Linked DNA regions of Sus scrofa: region 1 is linked to region 2. The links are chromatin contacts, called in public promoter capture Hi-C maps. All regions are on one chromosome and are shown on one strand. The core of a region is the stretch at or near the end of the contact, and the rest is flanking DNA. Distances in the headings are between cores, read along the strand shown.

What was found. Promoter capture Hi-C pulls out the DNA fragments that hold promoters and counts their contacts.
Region 1: a promoter capture Hi-C map of fetal liver shows a contact between it and region 2, with 2.4 times the contacts expected there. The contact joins the promoter of PYCR2 here to the promoter of SRP9 in region 2. A contact is called at or near these places in 2 of 5 promoter capture datasets (fetal liver and liver), 3 of 47 Hi-C or Micro-C datasets (embryonic fibroblasts, epiblast stem cells and fetal skeletal muscle) and 1 of 2 datasets of contacts at active chromatin or transcription factors (skeletal muscle).

What each region holds. Positions count from the first base shown.
Region 1 is chr10:13,844,268-13,847,158 of Sscrofa11.1, forward strand. PYCR2 (pyrroline-5-carboxylate reductase 2) reads right to left here and starts at 1,633. Exons shown (of 7, transcript XM_021064411.1): 1 at 1,386-1,633; 2 at 1,063-1,192. The coding sequence starts at 1,092.
Region 2 is chr10:13,709,997-13,712,912 of Sscrofa11.1, forward strand. SRP9 (signal recognition particle 9 kDa protein) reads left to right here and starts at 1,542. Exons shown (of 3, transcript XM_003130540.6): 1 at 1,542-1,765. The coding sequence starts at 1,694.

The DNA of each region.
Region 1 (2,891 bases), core at 383-2,882, 130 kb after region 2:
CACAGATGCTAGATCTGGACAAGCTTCTCCATGGCAACCAGCAAATCCCTGTCCCCCATCCCTTCCACTTCTCTGCACTCAATCCCTCTGCCAGGTAAGGCAGCTCCATGGCTGGAAAGGGGCAAAGGGAAAGCTGAAATGCCAGTGCCCGATGGTCAGAAGCAGGACCCTATCCTAACACTGGATAGGTCATCCCACTGCAAGGTCCAGGGGTGGGCTGCCTGATGCCCATCCCTTTAAAACTCCAAACTCAGTATCAGGGCCCTCCAGTGCTAGTAAAGTTGGCCACCCCAGGCACAGACACTGCCTGTCCCCCATTACACATTCTCTCCCACACCGCCCAGATTTGGGGTGAAGACTTGGGATGCTCTTTTTTTCTTCTTCTTCTTTTTAAGGTCACAGGTGCAGCATATGGAGGCTCCCAGGCTGGAGGTAGAATCGGAGCTGCAGCTGCTGGCCTACGCCACAGCCACAAGGGATCCAAGCTGCATCTGCAACCTACACCACAGCTCACAGCAACACCAGACCCTTAACCCACTGAGCGAGGCCAGGGATCAAATCCACATCCTCATGGATACTATGCCAACACAGTAAACGGCTGAGCCACAATGGGAATTCCAGGATGTTCTTTTTTTAGAGAAAGGAACGACTAATTTGCCAGGTTCTTTCCCAACAGGCTCACTTATGCCTCAGAATAGCTCAGCAAGTGGCTGCTGTGGTCTCCATTTATAAATGAGGAAACTGAGGCCCAGAGTAGCCAAGTAGCTTAAGGCCACTTGATGAAGGAAAGTGAGTATTTTATTGGGTACCTACTAGGTGTCAGGTACTTTCCACACATTAAAACCTGAATTAACCTTCTCACAACCCCAGTGTCTGAATTTGAACCCAAGTCTGTGTCTGCGGCTCCCACCACCCTGAACTGCCCCAAGGAAGACGGAAATTTGTCATGCTCCCAGAGGGAAGCTCAGTGCGCGGCCGTGGACCAGCACAGAGTCTCAGCTCATGAGGCCATCCTTGCCCTGGGCCTCCACCCTCTTTCCAACATCCTTCTGCCCCACCTACCCTGAGCGCGGCCACCGTGGGCAGGTCCATTTCCGGGGAGCTGGCTATTATCTTGTGAGCCGACAGGATGCCTGCAGAAGGTAAGGCTTTTTAACTGAGGGTCCCGGTCTATCCCGTTCCCATGCGTTCCCTGGGAAAGCAGAATCAAAACCTACAACACTCCGTTGTGGAGACGGTTGCTGGCGTTCTCCTCCTCTCAATCGCTTTTGCAGGCTTAAGAGGAGTCTCTTCTTCCCCAGCAGATGCAAATTCCCCTTTCTTCAATCATTCACGTTCACCGCCTAAGCTACGAACCGCCCGCGCGGCCGCCTCCACACGCTCACCTGCAGCCGTGAAGCCCCGCGCCAGGGCGCAGGCCAGCTGGCCGGCGCCGATGAAGCCCACGCTCATGGTTCGCTCCGCGTCTGCCGAGCAGCCTGGGGAGTCCGCGCAGCGAGGAAAGGCGAAAAGCGGAGAACTGAGCGGGCGACGCGCCCCGGAGCCGGATTCTGGGGGTAGGCGGCAACTTCCGGGACGAGTCCCCCAGCCGACTCCTCACTCCCTCATTCTGGGACCGCGCCGCAGGGCCCCACGTGGCCACGCCCCGCCGGAGCGGCCAATCCGCAAGCCGGGACGGAACCTTATGCCCGCCTCCTGCTCACGGGAATGTCAGGCGGAACCTAGGACCCTGCGCGCGAAGCCGAGATCTCAGCTGGCCTGGGCCTGGCCCCCACCCCAGGGCTTTCGGGACCCGCCCCTGGCTCGAGGCTGAAGCCAGGCGGAGGTCTGTCTAGTTATACCTGGTGCTGGCCGTCAGCTGCCCCCAATGCGCAAGAGGAATTCTCCAGGTTGCTGATTTGAGGGGATGAATGTGGAGCGTGGAGACCTGAGGGCTCCAAGCCAGGCTCCTCTGTGCGCCGGGGGATTATCTGGCTTGGAGCTGGCCTGGGGGCCGCCGCGGTTTTTCACTTGAATTTGCGTGGTTCAAGCTATTGGTTTTAACTAGACTGCAGATAGGATCAGTTCTTCTGCGCAGAAAATGATGCGCTCCTTAGGACCTGACTAAAGTACCCCTCAATCTCCGCTACTTTCAAAAGTTCCACAAATGTGATGTTTACTTTTCATCAGTAGTAAATATAAGTATTAAGGGATCAGGTGACAAAAAAAGAGAGGAAGGAGGTGGCGTCTTACAGAGTCAGAAGAGCCAGAGAGGCCATTAGTAGGTCAGAGCCTATCAGTTTTTCTACAGTTCTTTCCCTGTAATCCACACCCATACCCCCAGCAGTGGGCTATTTTCTGCAATTTTTCTCTAGTTGATCACATTCCTGGACAAGTCCCTAGTTCTTGAGTTTCTGCACCCTTAAAAGTGAGTACTGGAGTTCCCCCTCGTGGCTCAGTGGTTAACGAACCCGACTAGTAACCATGACTTTGTGGGTTCAATCTCTGGCGTCGCTCAGTGGGTTAAGGATCTGGTGTTGCTGTGGCTGTGGTGTAGGCTGGCAGCTACAGCTCTGATTCAACCCCTAGCCTGGGAACCTCCATGTGCCACAGGTGCGGCCCTCAAAAGACCAAAAAAAAGAGTACTAAATATTTAGAATTAAGCAAAATTAAATTTTTTATAACTTTCTCTGATTACAGAAGTTAATACATGCATATGGAGAAAAATTTGGAAAATATAAAAAGAAATTCAAAATCACCCACGGTCATACTTCCTAAGGATAATTTCTTGCAGATATTTTCGATGTTATTTCCTTACATATTATTTTCTATGCATACATACTTTTCCATCGTTGGAAATGAATGATATACCTATGGTTTTGAAAATTCTTCACTAGATACACAAATATTTT
Region 2 (2,916 bases), core at 292-2,791:
CTGCTTCGTACCACTCCTGGAGATACCCAGCTAAGCTACCAGACATCTGCACCTCGATAGCCCAAGGATACTTCAAACTCATCACATCCAGAACAGAACTCATTGTCCTCCCCAATCTCCCCAAACCTGTTCTTCCTTTTCCCCTGTATCAGTCAATGGCCTCCCCACCTTCCCTGGCCTGAGAGGCATTCTACTCTTTCCTCACCTGTGTACCCCACATCATTCATGACATAAATCTCAAAATGGCATCCTCTTCTCCATTCCTAAACTAGTGCCTTAATTCAGATCCACAGCTCTTAAGTCTGTATTATTATTATTATTATTTCTTTTTAGGGACACACCCATGGCATATGGAGGTTCCTGTAGCTGCTGGCCTACACCACAGCTCATGGCAATGCCAGATCCTTAACCCACTGAACAAGGCCAGGAATTGAAGCTGTGTCCTAATGGATGTTAGTCAGATTTCCACTGAGCCACACTGGGAACTCCTCCTCTTTTTGCCTATATTATTGCATGAGCATCTTAGGAGGTCTCCTTGCCTCCAGGCTTGCACCACTTCACCTCAGTCTTTGTGTGCAGCCAGAGCCGGATAAAATGCAAATCTGCTTAAAGCCCTTCCATGGACAGGAAAACTAATCTATGGTAGCAGAAAGCAGATCAGTGAGTGGGGGCAGCTGTGAGGGTGGTGGGATTGAATATAAAGAAGCATAAGGGAGCTTTCTGGAGATGAAGAGATGTTCTGTATCTTGATTATGACATATAGGCATATACCCAATGGGAATATATAAATATATTTTTCAAAAATGCATCAGCCTATATGCTTAAAATTAGTATGTTTTATTACATAAAATATACTTCAATAAACTTGATTAAGGAAAAACACCCTTCTGATCACTCCATTACTTAGAGAACAGAGTTCAAATTTCTTCTCCTGGCTTAAGTGACGACATGATTCCTTCCATTGATTCTTCCCTTCCCCCACCCCGCAAACACTCCTCACATTAAATACTCTACAAACCTCAAACGGGCCTAGATGTCTTGGCCGGCCTGGACTACCTGTTATAGAACATCCACCATGTTTATCAAGATTCAGCCTGCACCAACATCATTAGCGATCCCTCCACCCACACGTGATCATCCTTCCTTTGTGTTCCGATGTCCCGAAACAAATGTCTATCATATAAAGTCTTTGGCTGCATTCTTGTGCTTATGTCTCATTTCCCTTTTACTAAGCTGTAGGTGTGACAGCTGCACCCTATCATCTTCGTTTTTGCAGCTCCAGCGCTTTTCACTGAGCCGCTCAATCTTTGCAGAAGGAACCTGGGCTTTAGAAGAGCTGGTCAGCCCAAAAGACTGCGGGACAGACCCTCCCACTGCTCCTCCAGTCCTATAGAGGGCGCTGTGGTGGCCTCCGTCATCGCTCTGCTCTCAACTCCTCGGGGCCAGCTCTCAGAGCCGTATGCTCGGGGCTCCGCCTCCTCCTGGGCAATATCCCTCCTTCCCATTGGGCGAGGGCAGTCCGGACCGCCCAATGGAGCGAGGCGTTGGTGCGAGGAGGGGCCACCATCTTTGAGCGGTTGGGCCCCTGCCTCGGTGAGTGGCTGCGGGAGGCAGGGAGGTAGGTGGGCCACGGAGTATAGCCGCGCCTCGGGTCTTCAGCGGTGCGTGTCAACTGTGCCCCCGCGGACCCACGATGCCGCAGTACCAGACTTGGGAGGAGTTCAGCCGCGCGGCCGAGAAACTCTACCTCGCTGACCCCATGAAGGTAAATCGCTGGCGGGGTCTGTGCATCTGTCTCTGGGTCAGGATGGCTTTTTTCCCCGCCGCTCGGCCTCCGGAGCTTCTCCAGCTACTTAGGAGGTGCTGAGAGTGAGGAGAGACGGACCCCGCCAAGTGTGATTGTTTCTTCCGTCTCCTCCCTTATTAACGCCCCCAGGAAGCCCGGAAACCGGCAAAATCAGGGGTCATTTCAGGGCTTTTAGGAAGACGCCGCCCGAAATCCCTGAACTTAACCTCGATGGTCGCGGGTTTACGTGTCTCTAAGGGCGGGGCTCCTCCCCCTACTGGTTCAACCTTCTGTCCCTTAGTGTCTTAGTGCCCTTTTCCGGTATCACCTCGTATAAGAAAAAACGGTGATGTTTTTCTGCGACAGCAGAGAAGTTGTTGAAAGACCTCAATTTGGAGGTGTCTATAGCCCTTAGAAAGGCGGCTGTAGGTCACTTTGCTGTACAGCAGAAATTGACAGAATATTGTAAATCAACTGTAATAAATTTTTTTTTAAGTGGCTCTAAATTTTTTGGAAGTCAGTGCCCTCGTGAGAACATGAGAATGCTTGCACGCTTTCCTCAGAAAAGTGCACTTATACGTAAATGTTTGTAAATAACTGGGAGGTTCAAGGATCCCTGTAATTCATGGCCCCCACCAAAAAGTAAGCGGATCCCAGAGGTTTGCTTATTATTAAAGAGCAAAGAAGTCACAAGACGGACAGTTTAGCATTTGGGTCCTGATTTTTCTTCCTGTTGAGTTTTATTATCATCTAAATGCTAGTTGAAGCCGCTCCTCAATTAAAAATCTTGTTTGCTTTTTAGACCTAGGTAAGTAACAGGTGCTATAAAACATTCTTAGTTCCATTCTTTGCAATAAAATGATGTAATAATAAATGATGAAATGAGTTAGATATTATTGAAATTGAGTACTTTGTTTATGACACAATTTCTAGTTCCTCCATTTGGTTGATTTCCTTTGCTCATAGGGCCGTTTGTTTCTTTGTTCAAGCAGTGTACCATGAGGACAGTACAAGATTTTTGTCCAGAAGTACCCAGTGTAAACTGAAAATATTTGAAAAGATAGTAAAGAACATACAAATTCACATCGAGAGGAATCATTTTAAGAATGTGGTCATAATGGCAGGGAAAA